Linked DNA regions of Hordeum vulgare: region 2 is linked to region 1. A link is a contact called in public Hi-C data. All regions are on one chromosome and are shown on one strand. The core of a region is the stretch at or near the end of the contact, and the rest is flanking DNA. Distances in the headings are between cores, read along the strand shown.

Region 1 (4,871 bases), core at 120-2,619:
TCGGCGTCGTGCTTGAGGAAGAGGTCCTTGTAGTTCTTCATGGCCACGGAGGCCACGCGCGTGTATACCACGGACTCCCAGGCGCGCGCCGAGATGAACACCTCGGGGAGCTTAAGCGCAGCGCGGAGCGGGACCATGGCCGCTCTGCGGAGGCGCTGGCGCGCGCGGTAAGCGTAGTGCGCGTCCGGGAGGTCGTCGCCGAGCTCCGACGACGAGCCCCTGGGGAAGAGCCGCCGCGCGATGGCCTCGCAGAGGAGGGTGGAGCGGTCGTAGGACGAGTCCAGCGACGGGCACCACTTGGCCGCGAGCGAGAAATGCTTGACATCGCCGACAGACAGCTTGCGCATGTCCTCCGCGAGGAGCTCGGCGAACAGGTCGGCCGTGCGGTCGTGCAGGAACCGGTACGTGGAGTCGCGGCTGTACATGTCCAACACCCTCGCCGCGGCCCCCGCCCTCTTGGCCCGGCGCGACACGGCGGCCGCGGCCGCGAGCTTCCGGTCACGCTCCAGGCTGGCCGCGACGCGCTCCTCCGACGCGCCGACGCGGTCCTCCCTGCGCCCCTTGCCGCCGCCAGAGCCGCTCCGGCGTCCTCTGCCCCGCCCGCGGCGTAGGAACCATCCGCCCTCGGCCTCGAGGCGGGCCTTCTTGCCGGGGGTCCTGGTGGACTTGCCGCCGTGCACGATGCGGTGGAGCAGCTCGGGCAGGTCCTTGAGGTAGCCGAAGGCGGCGACGGAGGCGGCGTTGCGCGCGAGCGTGGCCGGGTGGCGGGCGTGGAGCCAGAGCGCGGCGGCGTAGAAGCCCTCGCGGTCGGACTTGCCGGAGCCCCGCACGCCGCGGAGGTTGGCGACGAGGCGGAGCGCGGTGACCGGGTCGGCGGCCCAGGCCGCGGCGAGCAGAGAGGCGACGGACGCGGCCGGCGTGCCGGGCACCACGTGGAAGAAGAAGTCGAGGCAGGGGTCCCCCGAGGACACGAACGTCGGCGAGGAGTTCTCCGTCAGCGCCTTCCCCTTCCCGTCCGTCTTCATCTCCGTCTCCATGTTGAAGCTGGCGTCCAACAGGTCCACGAACGTCGGCGAGGAGTTCTCCGTCAGCGCCTTCCCCTTCCCGTCCGTCTTCATCTCCGCCGCCGCGCCCAGTGCGGTCGCAGCCTCCGGCGGTCCGACCAGGGTGAAGCCGGCCATCGGAATCGGCGGAGTTTCTGAAGTAGTCACTCACTGTCAGTCTGTCACTCGGTCGGTCCTTTTCTCTTCTGCGAGCGAGTTCTGGATGGGGTCGGGCTCTTCGGGCGGGCTTGCGTGGAGGAGGAGAATGGTGGCGAGTGGAGTTATATGCAGCGGGCAGCAGGTTCCGTGGCAGGCAAGGATGGGGTTAAGGTCGGTGTGATCAATGAACCGACTAGAACTTGCCTCTCGTGTTCCTCGTTGAGGAGTTTGCTTTCTCGGTAGCGGCCACGTCGCATCGTGACTTATGGGCGTGCCAACTGTATGCCATCACTTGTTTTGTGGCAAGTCGTCAGAGCAGTTCAGACGAGAATTAGTAGGCCCTGTTACTTGAGCTCCACTCCGGGGTGCCTTTCTTAGGCATCATCTTCTTATTATTATTGTAATATCAGTAGATTATCTTTGCCAGGGCCGGCGACCTTGACTTGCTTCTTGGATGTTCAAGAGGAATTGTTTGCAAAGGCAGGCGATAGCACCAAATTCAAGTTGATGAAGATCATGTTTGGGCTAGCACGGTATGGGGATCAATTAATTTTCTTTCTTTGATGGGCATGCATTCAATACAAACAGGAATTCACAAACAAAAAGAAGATTTCCTAGCAATGGAAGTTGGGATACATCTATCTCTTCTGAGCAACCTTTTTCAAATTCTTAAGACCATTATTGCATCTTCTGAATTCTTAAAACCATTTTTGCAACAGGATATACCATGCTCAAGGTGAAACAGTGTTGGGAACCAGAGAAAACAAATTGGCACAATATTGAGAATGACGTTTTGGAGGCCGAGCACCATAAAGGCCTTTATTTTTAAAAAATTCAAATTCAAATTTTTATGGTTTAAAAAATTCTGAAAAAAATATATGCATGTATGTAAGGATGTAACGACATGTGTGTAAAATTTCAGGTCAAAATACTTTAAAACGTGATCTGTATAAAAAAGACAAATTCATGGTCTGAAATGATGAATAGTAACATGTGTTAAACAGCCTCAGATTTGTCTTTTTTGCACAGCCCTCATTTCAACGTATTTTGTTCTGAAAATTTACACACTTGTGTATTATACCTTCATTTATCTATGTTTTTTTTTAAAAAAAATTTGAAACATTAAAATACAAATTTTCACTGAATTTGAAGTTTGAATTTAAAGGCCTCCAGTTAGCTCGGGAGCCAAAAGCAATAAACGCGCAATATTTTACTAGTACTATCATTCAGTCTCCTTGAACGAACCAAGATGATAATAACAGCAGTGGCCGAGTCATATTTACAGACGAATCCGAGCATTATGTACACAAGGCAGCAGGCAAATGCAGACGAACCAAATGAGCAAACCATAAATAAATTTTAAACAAGTGGCTGTATATTTACAGTTGAGGGTTTTTTCTCCCTTCATTTCAGCAGCCATGGCTAGGCAGGATCAGGAAGGTGTTATTGCTTCAACGGACAGCTGCAGCAGTGTCAGGCAACATCGCCACCGTCACCACGAAGTACTCGCGGCCCGCCGGCAGGCCGTAGGGGTTGCTGTTCGGCGCAGACCGCCGGTGGCTGCCAGGGCGCGGCGAGGCTTCGTTCTGGTCGGCGTGCTTCACCGCGCGCCGCTCAATGTGCACGATCTGGCCGATTATGTAGGCAGGCTGCCGAGGAAGGTGGGGCTCCGTAAACAGGGCCACCGACTCCTCAGAGAGGAAGTAGTTCGACCGGCTCCGGTTGATTGCCTCGTAGTGCCCGGCAGGGTTCCGGACAAACACCGCAAGCTCGTGGACGTCGAAATGGCCAACCGATATCTTCTCCTTGCTGGCCTGTTGAAACAGTTTTGAAGCACACGCTACACCTTACTTGCTCGTTATCGCAAATTAAAAAGTACAAGAGATTAACACGTACAAATTCAATCAGGTCTAAGTCTTAACTTCATAATAGATTTCAAATCCACAGCATGCTTGTTGATACTCATGTTCATCAGTCATGATACTCATGTTATGCCATTACATTTGGATAGTTCATTATTTTACCAAATTCAAGGTTTATCTGATTTTTTATATGGGTATCTACCAACGAAAATATTCACATCTTATGATTTGAGAAGCTGAATTCTGTACCTGTTTCTCCAGCTGAAATTTACTATATAGATTGTTGACCAGTGTTTTCTTCTCCTCCAACTCTTTTATAAGAATCCCGTGTGCTGCTTCCACCCTTGAGTAGCGTTCTACCAGCTCGTCACTCTGCCGTGAAAGGAAACTAACCTTGTCTGCAAGGATCTTAATGCATTGCTGGAACTGAGTGGTAGAATCAGCTTCATCCTTCTTTACAGAACTGGAACAAAACAAGCCATTACAAAGAGGCCAGCAAGTACAGAACAGCACTTAGATATCTCTTTCAGTTGCAAAACGATCAAACTCAAGGACATTAAAAACAAACATATCTCTAAGTTACTCCCTCCGTTCCTAAATACTAAGGTCTTTTTAGAGGTTCCACTAGCAGACTACGTACGGATGTATATAGACATATAGACATACTTTAGAGTGTAGATTCACTCATTTTGCTCCGTATGTAGTCACTAGTGGAATCTCTAAAAAAGACTTATATTTAGGAACGGAGGGAGTAGTAACTAGTAACATAAAAATTGGCAAAAGTAGCTAATTCCCTGGAGGCACTGGCAATGATTTTAACACCAGATTCTAAAATACGATGTGTCTGACATTATCCCTCCGACAACCCATTCTCTCCCTATGAGCAGATACACTTTTATAATGCACACATGCAACAAATTTGATATGGAATACTCAAATCCTTTGGCCAAGAACACCAACTATCTCTCCAGTCTAACATCAAGACGCCAAGATAAAATGCAACAATCTGCACCTGCTTCCAATAAATTCTTTACATTCCATTCAGTTGGTTTATTAATTATAGTTCTAAAGAGAGCCCAAGCATCATGCATTGCTGATAAATCAGATATGTGTACCACAATGAGCTTGAAATGATACGCACCGACCAGTAGATACACACCGACAGTATACATATAACCTAATGCAAATGAGAGAAACATGATACCTTGCTAAGGAGAGGGCTAAAGATCGCAGAGAGTCTGCAAAGCCGGACATGCCCGGTGTGGTGACGCAATTATTTAGTCTTTCAAACAGACCATGTATCCTCAGAGCAGATGACCTCAAAGCATCATACTCCACAGCCCTTCTATCAGCAGAACATTTGTTGGTACGAGCCTCTTCCCTTGCCTCATGCAAGCAGTTTTCCAGGTGCGCACAATTAATCTGTATTAAGATTTGTAAAATAGAAATAATTAGTGTTGCTTTATGCAAGCATGGAATGACTACTGCAATTTGCAGAAAGCAGGTGAAGATTGTCCTAGATTATGTATATTTTACCTGAGACTCATCAAGTAGAACACGGGCATTTTCAAGTTCTTCCTTCAGAGAGTTAACTTCACCCATCACAGTGCTAAGTTTACTTTCTGCCTCATCCAACAGTTTTGCTTTTATATCTATTGTGTTTTGCAACTCTGACACAAAGAGCTCATTATTCCTAAACTCCAGAGTATGATGTTCATTGGTTTCGGAGTTTAAGATGCCAAGAGGACCTTCTACAGGAATATCCGAAGTGTCCACCATAGTGAGCTGAGTCAACATCTGCCCTTCC
Region 2 (4,995 bases), core at 1,870-4,369, 580 kb after region 1:
GCGTGGCGCGGAGCCGGCGGTACCGCGGCGAGGAGCACGACGGCGAGAGCAGCACGGCCACGACGAGCGCGCCGAGGACGGTGATGGCGGAGAGGTAGGCGATGCGCGCGGGCGGGTGGCAGAGGAACGCGTAGTACACGGGCGGGACGAAGGAGGCGACGATCATGATGGAGATGCCGGCGTAGTCCAGCTGCCAGAAGACGACGGTGGCGCGGCGCGAGTGGCACGCGAGGAGGTGCGCCGTCGCGCTGATGGCCAGGCACGCCATGGCGCCCACGAGGAACACCATCCGCGGCCACCGCGGCACGCCGTGTCCTCCCAGGACCGCCGCCGCCGCGTCATGGCTCGGCAGGCCCTGTACGCAAAACACCAACGCCCAGTGAACAAAAATCTCAGTTTGGCATGTAAAACCATTGCATTTTGGTGAAAAAAATATATATTTGAATAGTGCTTGCGGGTAAAATGGTAAATGGCACGGACAGATTCGTCGCCGTACGCAGGAATCAACGATAGGATGACTGGAAAGATTTGCCACTTGGTATTGTCTGCTCAACAGAACCAATTTGAGTTCAAATTGAGGAAGTAGCTGAAAGCAACACTGCTTCTTGCAGGTGAGCAAACGTGAAAATGCTTGCAAAAGTCATCTATTTCTCCTCATGCAAAGTGAATGTGAAAGAGAAAGCGAGATTTTGTACAAACACACTGAGCCTGAGGCAGCGATGTTTGTTCATTGTTCGGAACAAGACGACTACACGTGACGTGATGTTACGTTGCAGCAGAAGGTGAACTAGATTCGAAGTGCACAGCTACACATGGCTCCTTGGTTTTGGTCGGTTGGTCAGGTTGCCCTGGACCAGGAGAGTGATCGGGAAAGGACTCACGAGTTGTCCTTACCACAGAAGAACCTATCGGAAGATGGAGCCGATTAGTACCTCTACCTTGGACATTCATCTTTCTCTAATGCCATTTCACTGCATTATACTAGCACCTCTACGTCCTACATTCATTTTTTTAACTAATGTCATTTCTGCACCTTATCTCATTATTTGTTTCACGCTCCTATCCACGAAAATTATTCGTCGGTACTATTTCAGAACAAGACTGAAATGGAAGGGTAATTTTGCCGATGTCCTCTTGTAACTTCCTCAACCTATGAGTTTTCTTAATCTATAATATTGTGCATGGTCATCACAAATAGCAATTCCCAAACAATACAGAGAGCTAGTATCTCGAGTACATGGGTTGCTTTGACCTGTTGCTTGGACTGTTGTATATATATATTGTTGCTTGAACAATACACGGACAGCTGAAGTGTGAGGACATGGATCAACGATTGATCATGTGGGCAGCTCACACACATAGCTGTCCATGCACGTCTCTTTCTGCGTGGTGGGGATCTACATGACCACATTATTACATGGTACTCACTCGGTGCAGTTATATTTAAATCATTGGTGGCACTACACTACTGGTATCTGAATAATTATAGTCACCTTGATAGAGCTCGTCTCAGTTCATTAATCATGCTATCTAGCACCATCTGTCCCAGAATCTTGGGGACTACGGATATACTGTATGAGAGAAAAATATGCAGTGCTGGAAAATAATCCCAAAACAAGATAAGGTTTCTTAGATGCGTTTCTCACCGACTGATCGCTCTTCCATGACGAATTAGCTGATCCCACCACAAACCTGCGAGAGAAAAAGAACACGGCACATACCATTTTTTTAGGAATTCAAAAAACCGACTGAAGCATGACGAATTAACGCCTTGGTGGAAAAGGAGCATCAAAGAGAAAAGACGGTTTCAGAACTGGAACCCCCCAACTAATCTGTAATTTGCGCCAGCATTGCATTTGCAAAGTGCCGACATCACGATAAGACGTGTGAGGCGGATAATGCACATAGACTACCGCATGGGTCATGTCCTTGTGCGCGAACCTCGTTCGTTTGGTGTTGTTCACGCACTTGCTACTAGGACAGTGTGTTCTTGTCACATCTCACATCGGCAGCATCTAACAAGCTTATTCTTGAGAACTAAAGTACAGTCGTAGCCAGTTGGAGCCAGCATCAATGGTTGGCAATGCATGAAAGAGTCGGTAGTATCACTGAACAAACGTGTGATTGCGCATGCGCGTGCGTTCGGTTGATGGAACGAACGCGCAAACCACACACGTTGGGCGTGGGCGGGTTGTGTGTGTGTGACGTGCGCGCTCTCCAAACTGCCCGCCCGCGAAACAAATTCGAGGTCTCCCGTGTGACGTGTGGGCTACGATGGCGGATTCATTCTGCGATCGGAAGCGACCATTTCAAGTTTCAAAGCCGGGAGCCGCCCGCTAATCACGCGGAAGGGAATCGGAAGGGATCGTTCTTGAAGTCAGAACAAATCATCATTTTTAATCCGAAGGACGGCGGAGGGAAAAAAGGAAAGTCAAGAAGTAGCGTTGCGCGTACCTCATGATCCCCGGCGCGGCCTCGTGTGCGGCCTCCGGGCCGCCTCCGGCGACGGCGAGCGCCAGGAACAGCAGGAACCCGCCCAAATGCCTGCGAAAGCCAAACGGCGGCGGATCAAATCGGTGGATCGATCGATTCGCGGGGGTGGGGAACGTATGGGTGGATCGGGGTGGGTGGTTGGGCGGGCACGCACGTCCAGACGTTGAGCGTCTCGTTGTGCCAGGAGAAGGCGCTGAGGAGGGCGTCGCGGATGGGCCACTCGACGCGGTAGTGGCCGCGGATGTACTCGTTGTCCTTGAGGTACTCGGGGAGCTCCTCGTACCCCACCAGACGCGGCGGGCCCCTGCGCCTGCCGCCGGCCTCCACGCCGCCCAGCGACGGCGCCATGGCTGCCTTCTTCCTGCTGCCCCGCCTCGCCACCGCCTCCCCCGCGGTCGCCGTCGACCGCGCTCCCATGCGACGGGCCCGGTGCCTCTTTCTCCCTCTCTCTCCGGCTCTGTGCGCGCGCGCGGCTGCGTCGGGGTTGTGTGTGTCTGGTCCGCGGTTCGTGCGGGGGAGCCCGGGAGGTGGTGGTGGTGTTATAGGCGGACTATAGGGAGGCTATAGGGGGATGGGAGGAGACGAGGCCGCCTGGCGAATCTTGGCGGGGAGCGCGCGGCGCGGGCGTCGTGCGGTGTGGTGTGGTGTGGTGCGGTGATGTTGGTGGCGAGCCACACACATGGACTTCCTCTGTCGCACACGCTTGTCAAAGCTACAGAGGTTACAGGGTGCTTTTGGGCGCAGCCACTCTCCTAACCGTCGGATTACAAGGGAAAAAGAAAGGGGAGGGCTACCCATCTATCGGTACACGTACACCCATCACCTCAATAACCGTCGGATATTCGTGCGCGAGCCGTCCGATCTAACTCCTCGCATGCGGTTTGTCGCCTTGCCGACGCATTAATAATTCCGAAACAAAAAAATCAGTTGCAGAAACAATGGTCGTGTTGTAGAAACAATTCTTAAAACAATGGTCGTGTTGCAGAAATAATTTCTGAAACAACGAGTGTGTTGCGGAAACAATTCCTGAAACAACGGCCTCGTTGCAGAAACAACGACCATGTTGCAAAAATTACGATATCTTCCGACCCATGTTGCAAAAGTAATGACATCTTCTGATCTATGTTGTAAAAATTACGACATGTTGCAAAAACAACAACATCTTTTGACCCATATTACAAAAATTACAACATGTTACAAAAATTACGACATCTTCACATAGGTCAGGTGTACCCACTGTTACCCAATGCCAGGAATGACTGCCCTGAAACAACAGACACGTTGCAGGAAAACAAAAACGGCTTCGACGGACACAGGGACTGTGTCGACTGTCTAATCAACACATGATCGAACGGCCACGGAGCCGATAGAAAGGCGCACGGGATCGATCGGTAGAAGTTAATCTTTTCCCAAAAAGAAAGGGATATATATGCCACCCGTGTGTGTTTCATTGGCGTGTGGGCCCTAGCGCAGCATTGTTCTTTCGAAGGTTATATAGGGGACTCCTAGGTGAATTTGTAGTAATCATCCACCACCCGATTATCCGTCCGATGTACACGCATGCACCGTTCGATCAACAGCTCGGTCGCCTCCGCCCACCACATAAAATCCCGAAACAACGTTTGAGTTGCAGAAACATGTACGCTGCTACGCGTCCGGCTCACGTGTTAAAAAGTGGCCGACGGGTCTTTTGCACCATAGATTATGGTCCAAATCTTTTGCAAGAGAGAGCATGTTGCGAATATGTCCGTAGATTTTTTAATAGAATTTGTTATAGAATATTTTCTACAACAAGGATCATGTTGTCGAAATACCTATAGATTTTTGTAACATAATTTTGTTGCGCAATGTTTTTTGCAACACCGATTGTGTTGCAGGATATTTTTTGCAACAAAGTTCTTGTCGCAAAAAAAGCGCAATAGAGATTTTGTTGCAATTATTTTGTGCAACGTAGCTGATGTTGCAAAAACTTATGTAAGTTGCCATCGTTGATCCCTGACGTGGTTTACAAACCATTGTTATTGCAAGATACGACAAACAAGCATGTGGTAGGCGAAGAAAAGAATGAAGGTGTGTGAGCACGTTTGAGGTCGCATGGATCAAGGACGATCCAACGACTATGTAGGTGGCGGAACTTCTCGTACAATCAACCGGTAGAGCATCAGCTCTTCTCATGTTATATGGCTTCATTTTGTAAAATGTTTTTCACAAGAATTTTATAAAAATGAAACCATGTCTTGTCGTTGGTTTAGTATAAAGTTTGTATGAAGTTACTACAACTTTGTACTAAACTAACAAAAAGTAATACACGAGTAGATCGGATGGAGCACGTAATATACTATGCTTCTTAACTTTGGAGCTCACACATTAGATCGATTTATTCAATTTTGAATTTGATTCAAGATTTTGATTGGCTCAGTGATTTTTCAAATCAATTGACAACCAGAAACATCGACATCCACAATACTAAATAGATAAAATATGGAAATACATTTTATGATG

Evidence for each region. Hi-C and Micro-C count contacts between places; a contact is called where the count stands out from the background.
Region 2: a Hi-C map of seedling shows a contact between it and region 1, with 7 times the contacts expected there. The contact joins the promoter of LOC123403123 here to the promoter of LOC123404569 in region 1. A contact is called at or near these places in 3 of 6 Hi-C or Micro-C datasets (leaf and seedling) and 1 of 1 datasets of contacts at active chromatin or transcription factors (embryo).

Annotation. Positions count from the first base shown.
Region 1 is chr6H:117,879,477-117,884,347 of MorexV3_pseudomolecules_assembly, forward strand. LOC123404569 reads right to left here and starts at 1,370. Exons shown (of 1, transcript XM_045098507.1): 1 at 1-1,370. The coding sequence starts at 1,181. It overlaps LOC123404576 (autophagy-related protein 11), which reads right to left. Exons shown (of 5, transcript XM_045098514.1): 2 at 4,601-4,871; 3 at 4,269-4,486; 4 at 3,314-3,527; 5 at 2,438-3,016. The coding sequence ends at 2,654.
Region 2 is chr6H:118,460,829-118,465,823 of MorexV3_pseudomolecules_assembly, forward strand. LOC123403123 (heptahelical transmembrane protein ADIPOR2-like) reads right to left here and starts at 3,120. Exons shown (of 4, transcript XM_045097086.1): 1 at 2,648-3,120; 2 at 2,455-2,544; 3 at 1,647-1,692; 4 at 1-355. The coding sequence starts at 2,910.